Regions from separate parts of the Mus musculus genome. Here regions 1 and 3 are each linked to region 2. The links are chromatin contacts, called in public Hi-C and promoter capture Hi-C maps. All regions are on one chromosome and are shown on one strand. The core of a region is the stretch at or near the end of the contact, and the rest is flanking DNA. Distances in the headings are between cores, read along the strand shown.

Region 1 (4,412 bases), core at 787-3,286, 160 kb after region 2:
TGTTGTTCTGAGGGGAAGTGGTTGCTGACTGTGCAAATCTGTCTGCAGACTCTCCTGGACATCTGCCTGCAAAGAACTTGCAGGTCAGAAAAGGCAGCAGGCTGGACCCACTCAGACTAAGCTGGGCAGAGCCAGATCACAGTAGCTGCATTAAAGTGTCCCAGTTTCGTTTCTGTTGCTCCGATAAATACTCTAATCAAAGCAGAAGTTTAGGGGGGAGAGGGGGTTTAATTCTTCCTATGGATCCAGGTTACGGGCCATCGCTGTGGGGAAGTCAAGGCAGGAACTTTGAACAGCCAGTCACATCACATCTACAGTCCAGAGCAAAAAGAAATGAAAGAAAAAGAAAAGAGTAAGTTAACGCTCACTCACTTGCTTGCTTATGCTCAATTCTATTTCTCTACTCTTACACAGCTCAAGAGCCCCAGGATCTAGGGAATGGAGCCACCCAGCGTGGGCTGGGTCTTCCCAGGTCAATCAACTTAATGAAGACAGTCATCCCCAGACATCCTCACAGGCCAACCTGTTCCAGACAGTCCCTCATTCAGACTCTCTTCCCAGATGGTCCTAGGCTGTATCAAGTTGACAATAAAAATTACCTGGCTTAGCTGCAGCTGGTCAGTGGTCCAGCTCCATTTCCTGGAAACCCCCTCCCACTGTTCCCTTCTGGCTATTTCTAAAGCAAGCCATGCTACCTTAGAAAGCACAAAAATAACACTAGGCGCCAAGCAAGGGGGTCTCTGAAGGCCACAGATCAAGGCTCAACGATAAACTCTAGAACAGGATGAGGCCTCCAGAGTTAGCCTGAGAAAAATGTACAGAATGTAGTTATTTTACTAATGCGATTCTGACCGATGGTCCCGACCTCTTATTTAATGTAATGCTATTATATAATATAGGATTCTATTTAGGAAACAGTAGCTTAGATTCTCAGCCAAAGAGCAGGCTGAACATTACTGCTCAGGAGAGAGCTGAGAGCAGACTGACCCTGCATACCCAGCTCATAGCCCAGCTACCTCAAGAACCCTGTTCTCACTCTATCTGCGGAATCTACAGTCTCCAACACACTTAGACCTCAGGTAAGATGAGCCAGGACCCCAAGATGCCCTGACCAAAATATGAAAGAACAGAACACTGTCTCAAAACAAAGGCAAGTTCTGAGACCCCAGAAAGGGGAGGTAAGGAGAGAAAACAGTCATATCAGGAGCACAAAGGGCTGTGTGGACAGCAGTGACCCCAGAAGAGACGTCCTGAAGATGGAGATACGGAAAACCGCAGAAGACCCATAGGGGCACAGCGGGAGAAGGGCCCAGAGAAGGCACTAGGGGTGGGGGACACACTCCCATGTGTCCTTGGCTCTGCATGCAGTGGAGGGGAGATGGGAAGAGGAGGAAGAGAAGGAAGAGGAGGCAGGCCAGACACACAGGGGAAGTAGAAACTGCTGAACATGGTGTAGATCTGACAGGTCATGAGCCAGCAAGAAGGGAGGAGAGAGGAAAGAAGGGTGGGGGGGGGGAGGGATGCAAGAAAAGAGGTGGGGGAGGGGAAGGGAGGGGAAGATGGAGGGATGCAAGAAAGGAGGTGAGGGAAGGGAAAGGAGGAGATGGAGGGAGGGAAGAAGAAAATAGAGGGGAGTAGGGAAGACACAAGGAGGAAGAAAATGAGGGGTGAGAAAGAGAAAGGGAGAGATATGTGGAGACCCTGATAATAGACAAAGTTAACAGCTTTCTCCAGACCACTTCCCAAAACACACAAACAAAACAAAAGAACAAAAAACAGACAAATAAAAAATTTGCTCTGATCTTCAAAGACAGGTAGAAATGGTCATAGGAAGTATCACTAAATCCCTGAAGACCAAGTAAGATTGTAGCAAATGCTTGGCGCAAACTTCAGCCATATTTTATTTTTAAAATAGGAAGGACATTACGCCCTCAAGTCAGTTGCTTGGAAATTCACAGTCTTCGGGGACATCTTGGGTCACGTTATAAATAAAGCCACCCCTGTAGCTGGCTGGCACATCCTCACTCAGCGAAGGAGACCCGTGGGCATGCTGAAAGACCAACTGAAGATTGGCCCACAAGGGCCTGGGGGTGGGTGCCAGAGATGCAAAAGCCAAGAAGCAGGGCTGAGTCCCCACCAACAGGGTGAAGTCTTTCCAGATGCTCCGATGCTCCTTCAGCTTCGAAGGGGCTCACCTAGAAAGCGAATTGGAGTCCCTAGGGAGATGTTTTTTTAAAAATGAATCCTTCAGAAAGCCCAGCGATAAAAAAGAAACAAGCGCCCCGCTAGCCTAATGTAGGACAGACAAGCAGAAAATACAAAAGATGAAACTCAGACCTGAGCTAGGAGGGTGAGCAGAGAGCTGCGCGGGCGTTTAAAGGAACAACATGTGGGCAGGTCCACGCTAATAAATTTGGAAATCTAGAGAAAAGGGGGACGTCTCTAGGAAACTGTGCATTCTAAAAACACGCACCGGGAGAGATGCGATTATAAAGTAGAGAATAGAGCTGTAAAAATTACGACTCACGATCACGGGGCCTGGTCTAAGGAAAAGCATTGGTGTCAGAAGGGAAGAAAGCAAAACTCCCGCTGACCCAGGCTGGAGGGGGAAGGAGCGCAGGTCAGAGGATAAGCGCAAGGCTTAGGACTCAGTGTGGAGCCAACACCAGCATCAGCCTGGCTTTCCAGGTCTCAGGGGAAGGACAAAGGGGAAATAAACGAGAGAAATACAAACTCAGAAAAAAAGGACAGGAACATATCATTATCTGGAAACAAAATGAGTCTTTATTTATTTATTTACTTACTTACTTACTTGCTTCTTCATTGAGACAGGGCCGAACTTAGTCCAGGCTAAGCTGCCTTGGATTCCTGATCGTCCTTCCTCATCTTGCAAATTCTGGGTTTGCAAGTGTGCACCCCATATATGATTTTAAAAAAAAAGTTTAAGACAGTCTAAGAAACCTGAAATATAGTTTCCTTGTTAAAGAAAAAAAAGAGAGAGAGAGACAAAACACTAGGTGGCTGAAGAGGCGGCTCAGCAGTTAAGAGCACTCTTTGTTCTTGCAGAAGAAAGAGAGTCCATTCCTGGAATGGACATAACAGCATAGGGTGGGATGGATGTCCAGTTCCAGGGTATCCTTGCACGTCTGCTCTGTGCAGGCACTGCACACACACATGGTGCACAGGTATACATGCAGGCGAACCCTCATACCCACCATTTTAAAAATCTTTTTTAAAATGTAATAAAATGTGTTAAGATAGTACTTAAATTTTGAAAATTCCAAATAATGTGATCATGTGGGATTCTGACTAAGTAGTACCCTAGGAGTGACCAAACAAAGTCAAAATGTTTACTCATTTTTCACTCACTGTGTTAACAAACAGAGTAGATAGATAGATAGATAGATAGATAGATAGATAGATAGATAGATAGATAGATAGATAGATAGATAGACAGACAGACAGGCAGACAGACAGACAGACAGATAGATCTTTGATCTAGATAGATCTTTGATCTAGGGTCATGTCTGAAAGTTCCCTTTAAAGCATGTCAAAAATGTTCCTAAAGAAAAATTCAGCCCCAAGCAACATAGAGGAAATAGAGAGAGAGAGGAAAAAAAGCAAGTTGATATCACTGTTGATGGATGAAGAATCCAAGTGAATTAACAAAGATTAAAAAAAAACAAAAACCACGGTGTCTAACAAGAGGCAGGGAACTCAAAACTCAAACCAATAATGTCTCTTTACAAAGCAATAGCAGTTAAGATACACGATGTATAAAGATTTCATTTATAGTTCTCAGGAAAAAAACAAACAAAAACAAAAACAGCATCCTTGAGAATGTTCAACAACTTACCCCTCCCCCTTCTAGGGAAGGTGCTTATGTTCAGCTGGAGAAAAAAAATGAGCTGTTAGGTCCCTGTGGAAATGAACTGTATGGAAAAGCATGCTGCTAGACACAGGCACCACCACCATCCCCCTCCCCTGAGCAGTCAGTAAGCTCCCTTCTTAATGCCACCTTGGTCCTGTTTCTCTCTTCCCCTCAGCTCATGTCCACACCTGCTGGCTGTGTCTCCCTGTACCCATATTCACTGAACTCTTGGTGATCAGCTTCCAGAGGACTGGGGATGCTCTGAGCCTGATTGTGACACCTCCAAAGGTGATCCTCCATACATGTACTCCTGCCTGTCTTCCATGATGACCTAAAGACTATTCTGTCATCATCCCAGAGCCCAGGGATGCTGAGTGTGTGCCAACCATCTCTAAATATGTTATTTTACTAACAAGGCTGACTTGGCTGATGATCAAGGCTGTTTCTGATCTAATTGTGTTGGGGTCGCTGTATTAGTGTGTGGACCCAAGGTCGTGACAGGAGAAAGACAGCCAGCCCCTCTGGAGTTGGGGAATGGGAG
Region 2 (4,331 bases), core at 287-2,786:
GCGGCCATGACAGGCTTAGGTACTACTTGTGGGGAAAGATGAGAAAATGGTTTTGACCAACTACTGACTGAGTTGAGTTTTCTGTCACTTGAATAGAAAGAAGATGAGAAAAAGGCACTGAATTAAGTCTCGACTAAAACTGCATTGTTTATATACCTGTGTGTCTCATCCTCAGCAGCGCCCTCTACAGAAAGTCTTGCTTTATACAGAATGGTGGTAAGGGCTTCCAGAATGCACCTGTTCACAGAACAGAAGGGAAGCTATGGTAGGGTCCAATCTTGTTTGATGTTGTCCTTTGAGCACTGACTAATGCTTATCTGCAACTGTGAATTTCCTCATCTTGGAATTGTTCTCATCTCTGTGTGTCTATTATTTACTTTCTGAGCAGGCTTTCCATGCTGGGACAAGAGTCCCCCCAGATGGCCATGTCCAATGATATTTCTAGAGGGACACACACAGTACAGCAAAACTGTGATACCACTACTGCTGGTGACCACAGAGACCCAACCCACATTTAAAGCAGCCACAGGAAAATTAAATGGGATGACGCAGGGGGGATCAGGCTTCCCAGTGGAGTGACACAGATACTGAATATTCCTTTTAGCAAGAACCTGTGGCCACCTGTGCTGCACTATTAATACAGGAATGTCACTTGAAGCTCCTTGTTCCCATGCTTACTGTAGTATTGTGGTTCTGTAGGTCGCCTGGGTAAAGACATGGTGTCTTGTGACGTATAATGAGCACCTGGGTGACAAGTTGTAACTATTTTTATTGTGAGCCCTAGATAGTGGTGCTATGTCTGTAATAATAGTGACAATCTGGGTGGTGATTTGGTATCCTCTAGGCATGGTGACCCTGAGTGATGATTTCACATCCTATAGTCATGGTGACCCCCCAGGTGGTAACTTAGTATCCTGTGTCATAGTGACCACTAGGTAGTAACTCGATACCCTCTACTCATGGAGGGTAGACACTGCCTGGTGTCTACTCTTGGTGGTAACTTGGTGCCCTCTATTCATGGTGATCCTTGAGTGGTGACTTGATGAACTATAGTCATGGTGACCACTAGGTAGTGACTTAGTGCCCCTCTACCATGGTGACTACCTGGGTAGTGACTTGGTCTCTATAGTCAAAGTGAATCCTGGGTAGTGGCATAATGTCCTATAATTATGGTGCCCCCTGAGAGGTGATGTTTTGTCTAACAGTCACAGTGACCCCTGGGTGGTGACTTTGTATACTGTTTCCATGGTGAACATTTGCTTGGCCAACCTCAGTCCCCAGCCCTTCCAGAGAGCCTGCTGACACTGTATGAGCGGAAGACCCTCCCACACAATGTAGAGTTAACATAGAATACCGGCATTGGCCACATCCCCAGGAGAACAGAAACAATTTTACCAGGCAGGGCATTCAGAGGGCTCAGAAGTCTGCCTCCTAGGATCCAGGGACAAAGGGACAAAGCTTTCTTCTGTTTGGGCAAGGCTAATCCTGCACACAGCCAGAGTCCCTTGAGTACCCTTGAATGAACAAGGGGCAAACAAATCCAGAATAAACCAACCACACATTCTTCTGCTTCCCTTTTCAGTGTTTGTGAGCACCTCGGACACTGTAGGTCCCCATCCCCCACCCCTCCATCCCAGCCACCAAAAGCTGTGAAGGGGGCCTGCTAGGTGTTCGTGGCGTGGGTCCAGCTTTTGTTCCACCCGTCAGCAGATGCTTTCCAGAGCAAGAATAGCAAGCGCTGGGCTCCTCTGCAGCTTGTAATGACAGCCAGCCCCAGCGGACATGCTGAGGGAGCCGAGGAGGAGCAGGAGATGTCTGGCCTTCTGTGCTGGAGTCTGTGAAATATTGTTTACTGTGAGGAAAGAGGAATGGCATATCACAAGAATAGAAAAAAAGAAGAGAAAAGAAAACAGCCCACAAATCCCTGGCTCTTAAACTAGGTTCACCACGAAGGGTAAGTGGTATGTGTTCTGAGGAGCTTTAACGCAGCCGTCTTCACACTAAAGCTTTAGCAACAAGAGTGGCGATCCCATTCTCCTGTGTGCGCAGGCTTTGCAATTAGCAGGGCAGAGAGGCTTGCAAAGATTTCTCAAGCTATCAATTTCCCTCCAAGGAGTGGGTGGCAAGGCCCAGACACGGAGAGCATGGCAGGCCTTTTGGCACAAGTCCATCTTAATCATATCCTGGCCTGGGATTGCTTTTTATCTGTGAGAGTACATGGGTAATGGAAAGCAGGTTTGGATGTTATCGGCAAGGGTAAGGAAGGCAGGAGGTAAGGGAGAGCATGGATACAGCAAGCTCACACAGGGCTCCGTTGACTGATAGGCTTGAGGCGGCCAGCTTGTTCTACGGGGAGAAGCACAGATGCATCTTCTGAGCCATTTTGTTCCCGAAATAGAATAGATGGCTCTCACAAGCTAGGAGAAAGCCATAAGGATGGGTAGGATGGTTCAGTGGGTAAAGGTGCTTACTGCCAAAACCGACGATTTGAGTTTGATCCGCAGGATCCACATTATGGAAGAAGAGAACCAACTCCCTCGCATATAAGATGTGTGTATGCGTGCATGCGCACACGCTTGCATAAACACACACACACACACACACACACACACATTTAAAGATATATAATAAAAATGTAAAAAGGAAAGAACATGCCTTGTAGAAGAACATGCTGCCTCCACTGACTGACATACTCTTCTCTCTAACACTCATCTACACTATCCTTAGTTCTTACTATTTCACAGCCCTGCCCTCCCCCGTCCCCACCCCAGCAGCACATCACCCACACTGGATTCCCATGCACATATAGGACTGTGGCTCTCAGCATTTGAGCTTAAATCAACGACCTAGCAGCTATGCTAAAACAGACTGCCAGCACAAGCCTGATTAAGGTCAAGGTGGCCCCCAGCATCCATCACTAAGTGTCTAGAGGATGCCGAGACTGGCAGTTTAGAAGCAGTTTGCAAATCAGTGTACAGAGCTTCCCAGTCAATCACTGGAAAGAACACTATGGAGCTCTCAGAGTAGGGCATGACAGACAAGACAGGAAGAGGCAGAAGGTAACTATCGTTCTGGCCCTGGGAGGACTGTAGAAGGCTCTTCCTACCCCTCTGTGACCTGCACAGTTGCCCTTTAAATGAGAGAGTGCCCTTCTAGAAAGCCACAGGAAACCTGACAATGGGGGGATGCTCATAGCCATCAATCAAGATCATGAATAGGCTTAGACTCAGCCTCTGGTACACCAGGGAGGGGTTGGGGCTCTCAGCTCCCTGTGCTGGCTGTGGAGAGGAAAGCACAAATCAAGAATCAGCACATGGTGGTGTTTATACTCTGTCCTTCATCATCCTGGACCGGGAACTGGCAACTTCTTTACTCTGTTCCCACAGTGGGCCCTTTCTCCTTCTTCTGCTCTGCCCCTCCTCACCTTTCTCTCCACGTTTCCCTGAAGGTAATGGATACCAGACCACACCCCGGTCACAGCTGGGCTCACCAGCCATAGGTATGGAATAGCCCGAGGGCACCAAGTTCTTACTCTTGCCAAGAACTATGTCCACTGTTCATGACCATGACATGCCACCCTCCTCTAGGGACTTCTCAAAGTGAGAGAAGAAAAATCAGCAGATTTTAACCTTGTGCCCTGATTTCACATGAATGGCTCTCACAACTTCATCTCAAAATACATTAATGAGTCCATTTCCTGTTTCAGTAGAAATGATTCCTGGTCTACCTTGTTTTCCTTTCTTATGCATTCATGTTTGTGTGCTAATCCACATGTGTGGGAGTACACAGGTATATGCATGCATGTGTTCATGTGTACATGTTTGTGTATGTCTGTGTATCTATATATTTGTGTGTATATGTTTATGTATATGTCTGTGTGTGACCAGGTACATGAAGGCTACCAGCCAACCTTACTCAGATGTCTTTCCTGTAGTATCATCTACCCTATGGGGGAGGATCTCTCTCGCTGGCTTGGGATTCAGTGGTTAGGTAAGATGTGTCACCTGAAGAGACCCAGGGATCCTCCTGTCTCTGTTTCCCAGCGGTGTGATTGCAAGTGAGGGCCTGAATCACCTGCAGTTCACACTGGTGCCAGGAGTCAAACTCAGCTCCTCATGTTGGCACAGCAAGCTATTATTGACTGAGCCACCTCCCCAGCTCCAAGTTTTCATTTTCTCAAAGTCTGACATGTCTCAGAGACATCGAGCCTTCTTTCCCATAGAGGCACCTTGCTCTATACTTCCTGATACATCCTTCAAACTACTTGGCTGCCTGGATGGGAGGGACCAGTCAGTCCACAAAAATGAGTCCGTCACATAACTGTGAATTTT
Region 3 (4,367 bases), core at 232-2,731, 230 kb after region 2:
CCGTGTCCTGTGGATATCGATCGCTCTGCAAGGCATTTCTGTCCCAAGCTTTCAAATTTGCTTGTACCAGGCAGGGATTTGAAGGAGACGGTAATAGCAGGTAAACGGGGCTTCCCGCTTCTACTCACGGCCCCATGTCAGGACCCCACTGGGAAGACTTGGGTCAGATAGACAGTAGAGCATCTGTGGAAGTATTCTCCTATCCCCCCACCCACCCCCACCCCCATCCCCTATACACACACAGCAGCTGCAGAAGGCCGACCCAGGAGACCCTGGGCTGAAAGGGTCTCTGGCCAACTGTGTTCTTAACGGCCCGTGGTACACTAGCTGACATTCTCGCACAGCAGGGCTGTTGAGAATTATTTCTAAACCGGTTAGGGCCAGTTGGGAAGTCCACACCAAATTCTAGGAAGCGTCCAGGGCCAGGGCAGACTAGGCTTCCCCGTTTCCCTTTGTCGCTTAGGCACACTCTCCTAGGGCATCATACCAAGACTTCCAGGGAAATCACCTGCTGCCAAGGTGTCTGCCCCGGAACCTTGGCTCCACAAACCTGCTGTGTACACACACACACACACACACACACACACACACACACACACACACCCACCGGCCCTCTCTGGGCCACCCACATCCACATCTACTCTCAGCAAAGTTAAGTCCCCCGGGCCCAGGTAGCCCCAGCGTCCTCACCTTTGGAGAAAAGGGCAGCTAGGCTGATGAGCACGGGAGACCAGAGGTACCACAGAGTCCCCATCTCAGATGGGCACATCCTGGAGACTTGGAGCGCGGGTCCTCTGCTCCTCCGTGGTGTCCTCTGGCTGAAGAAGGGATGTCGCCAGATCCCCGGAGAAGAGAAGCTGAGCTGGATGACCAAGACGCATCTGGCTAGGGACCCGAGCAGCAGGGCCGCCCTGTGCCGGGTCCCCACAGGTCCATAGCCAGGCCGCTCAGGCTCCGGGGTCCCGCAGCGCAGGCCGAGGCTCACCTCAGTCTTTCGACTGCGCTGAGGACTGGCTCGTGAATTGAATTTCACTCCACAAGGGGGGTCTCCGGTGTTGCGTCCCCAAGCATGGAGAGCGCTCTGAGGACTCCGGCTGGGAGGCTGCGGTGGGCTAGCGCGCGCGGGCGGCTGCGGGGCTGCGAGGTTGCGGGGCCCGGGGCGCGGGCAGAGGCGGCGCGGGGGTCCCCGGGCTGGTAGCCAGGCACGCGTGGGGACCCGGGGCACATAGCCTCGCCGCCCCCATCCCGCGCCACGGGGCTTCGGCGCGCGCGCTCCGCCGCCCAAAGTTTGCGGGGCGCTGCGGCTCCACCCCAGCCCGCCCCGGCTCCCCACGCGCGCCCGGCGCACGGCCGGCTCCGGAGACGAGCAGCGCTCGGGGCGGAGGGCGAGCGGCGCGCGGACGAGTAGGCGCGAGCTCGGGGCGGCTGCATCCGAGCGCACCCAGAGCAGCGTGCCCAGGCGGGCTGGGGTTGTTGCTTCCTAATTTCTCTCTCTTCCTCTCTCCCTCTCTCTCTCTTTTTAAGCCCCACCCTTCTGGAGTGACAGCTGTGAGCCCCAATCCGCAAAGTAGGTCCCACCTTCCTGGTTGCGGGGCGCCCAGCCTCGCAGTCGCCCTCTCTATGTGCTCGAATAGGAGGGAGATGTTCAAAGGAGGTTATGGACACCCCGCAAGCCCCGAGGAGCGCGCACGAGAACCAGCGTGGATGTCCACGCTCACAACAGGTGTGGAAAGGCCATCTGCCCTGCCTTCTTAAAGCTTCTGACTATAGGCGGCCTTCAGGCAAGGACAGTTCAGGAACCCCTAACATAGGCTGAAGTGTTTCCGGTGAACTCTAGATTGTGAGCCTGGGATGCCAAAATGACCCTCAAATTCCTGTCCCTGAAAGATTTCCATCCTGGCTCCCCGCTGGCCTTTGGGCATTAGGGAATTGGCATTAGGGAAGATATTTCATTGAAAAGCTAATAGGTACAGCTCTCCACTCATGCCTTCCAGGGTATCTAAGGCGAACTCACACCAAGATACATAATACCCATGCTAGTGTCCCGAGCCGGAGCCCTCCTCACTGCTCCGCAGAGCCTTGGAAACAAGCAGATGTTGTGGGGATTCAGAGAGGAAACCCAGCATCACTCCAACGAGTGGGTTCACTTCTGCGGATAAAAATGGACTGGGTTAGTTAATTTTCTTTGTGCCATGACAAAATACTTAACAAAAGCAACTTAAGGGAAAGAGAGTCCGTTTTGGGCTCACAGGCATGAATTGGTTAGTTTTTGTCCGGTTGACATGAGCTAGCGTCATTTGGGAAGAAGAAACCTCCGCTGACTAAATGCCTCCATCAGATTGCCCTGTAGGGAGCCTGTGGGCATTTTCTGGATCAATGATTGCTGTGGGAGGAGCCACTGGAAGTAGTACCGCCCCTGGGCGGGTGGTCCTGGGTTTTATATGAAAGGAAAGCTACAAAGGCCATGGAGAGCAAGTCAGTGGGCCGCTTCCTTCCACTGCTTCTGTGTGTCTGTTCCTGTCTCCGGATTCCGACTCTAACTTCCCTCCATGATGGATTTAAACTAGAGGATGAAACCAACCCACTTCTCCTCAAGTTGCTTTTGATCTTTGTTTTTATCACAGCTTGGCAGCAAAGAGCATGAGGCAGCTGGTCACATGGCATCTGCAGTCAGAAACTGGGGGCGAGGGCGCCAGGCTGGTGCTCAACTTGCTCTCTCTGTATTTAGTCTGGGGCCTCTGTCCATCCATGGTAGCACCCACATTCAGGATGAACCTTCCTCTTCAGTTAAACCTTTGTGGGAACCCCCAGAGGTGGGTCTTCATGGTGACTTTTAAGTTAGAACATGACAGGACTCACAGAATCTGGCTAAGGAGGCAATCCACACCAGGGAGCTACAAAACCATCCCCAGCTTTAAGCATTTTCAGCTCCCTGACTTCCAAGGGAAGATCAGAGGAGTCAGGGTTGTTCTGCCAAAAACAGCCCAAAGGCCTCTGTCTTTCTGGGTATCCTCATCTTTGGGGTACCAGCTCCAGATTTGTCCTGTGTGCCTTTCTTAAATTTTGTCTTTCTGGTGTTCTGTCTGTCTCTGTCTCTATATCTCTCGATCTCTTTCTGTGTGTGCATGAGCACGGGCACACACATGCGCGCGCACATGCACTCACACACACACACACATTTTCTGTTTTCTAAAAACTTTACAGAGTTAGCAATACAAAGAACCTGGTTGAAATGACTGCTGTGCCCATCCCTGAACTGATGTATCGAGGCAGGTGGGACTCCAGGCTGCCTTACTCTTTTCCCCGACGGATGGGAGAAACAGAGGTTTCATCTCTGGCAGGCATTTCTCTGAATGACCCTTCACATCTCACCAAGCTTCCCCCTTATTTCTTTGTGGCTGATCCAATTGTGTGGATTCACGTATATTTTTAAAGGTTTATTTATATTTATGTTGTGTATGTGAGTGCTTTGCCAACATGTATGTAAATACCTTGTGTGTGTACAGTAACAGCAGAGACCAGGAGAGGCCAATCCCCTGGAACTGGAGTTACAGACAGTTGGGAGCCACCATGTGAGTGCTAGGAATCAAACTCCGAGTTCACTGCAAGAGCAGCCGGGATTCTTAAACACTGAGCCATCTCTCTAGATCCCCAAGTGAGTGTGTGTGTGTGTGTGTGTGTGTGTATGTGTGTGTCACACACATATACATACACACACACACACACACACACACACACACACACACACATATATATATATATATATATATATATATATGATTTTTGCAGCCTTGGCTGTCCTGGAACTTGCTTTATAGACCAGGTTGTCCTGGAACTCAGAGATCCACCTGCCTCTGCCTCTGCCTCCAAGTACTAAGTTGAGTACTGGGCTTAAAAGGATGCCTCCACCACTGGCCAGCTCAAGCCTATTTTTAGGACAATCCTTAAGTTCATCTCCTAGAAGTGAATGGCTTCTATTTTTTATTTTAAAAATGACTTTACTTTTTTTTTTTCCTAAATCATCGTCCCCCTGAATCGTAAACAGCAGGCAACTCTTTTAAGGTATATCACCGCACAAGGCTTCTCTATGTCCTTAAGATCAAAGAGTCGAGCTGCTGCCTAGGATTTCTTCATCATACGTAGTTACCTGGCAAACATTTTCTCTGTTCAAACTGTGCAGACCCAACGAGTGGTTAAAATAAGAGGTAAGAATGACTCCCCCTCCAACTCTCTTCATGGGGCTGCTGGAATGTGTGTGCCCACTCTTCCACAGGCAATTAGCAGAGCTGAGGGTGGGGGAGCCAGTCCTTGGGAAGGCCTTCGACTATTCATGGCTGCCTGCCAGGACTTCAGCTGCAGCCTGGTGC

What was found. Promoter capture Hi-C pulls out the DNA fragments that hold promoters and counts their contacts. A called contact is a pair of places that touch in the nucleus more often than the background predicts.
Region 1: a Hi-C map of cerebral cortex shows a contact between it and region 2, with 2.2 times the contacts expected there. The contact joins two enhancer-like sites. A contact is called at or near these places in 2 of 484 Hi-C or Micro-C datasets (cerebral cortex and embryonic stem cells) and 1 of 115 datasets of contacts at active chromatin or transcription factors (neural progenitor cells).
Region 3: a promoter capture Hi-C map of hippocampal neurons shows a contact between it and region 2, with 3 times the contacts expected there. The contact joins the promoter of Tmem132d here to the enhancer-like site in region 2. A contact is called at or near these places in 5 of 39 promoter capture datasets (cranial neural crest, embryonic stem cells, frontonasal cranial neural crest and 2 more), 3 of 484 Hi-C or Micro-C datasets (cerebellar granule neurons and cerebral cortex) and 1 of 115 datasets of contacts at active chromatin or transcription factors (embryonic stem cells).

The regions. Positions count from the first base shown.
Region 1 is chr5:128,359,100-128,363,511 of GRCm38.p6, forward strand. The region is part of intron 1 of Tmem132d (transmembrane protein 132D); the gene reads right to left. Among named protein-coding and RNA genes, the nearest start is that of Tmem132d, 72 kb to the right of the region's middle. Within about 2 kb of position 2,037, at least 4 of the 459 cell types and tissues checked have an H3K27ac peak or open chromatin away from gene starts, as enhancers often do. A contact at or near this core is called in cerebral cortex, where this site is marked.
Region 2 is chr5:128,202,730-128,207,060 of GRCm38.p6, forward strand. All of the region lies in intron 2 of Tmem132d (transmembrane protein 132D), which reads right to left. Among named protein-coding and RNA genes, the nearest start is that of Tmem132d, 230 kb to the right of the region's middle. Within about 2 kb of position 1,537, at least 42 of the 459 cell types and tissues checked have an H3K27ac peak or open chromatin away from gene starts, as enhancers often do. A contact at or near this core is called in cerebral cortex and hippocampal neurons, where this site is marked.
Region 3 is chr5:128,431,596-128,435,962 of GRCm38.p6, forward strand. Tmem132d (transmembrane protein 132D) reads right to left here and starts at 1,482. Exons shown (of 9, transcript NM_172885.2): 1 at 691-1,482. The coding sequence starts at 769.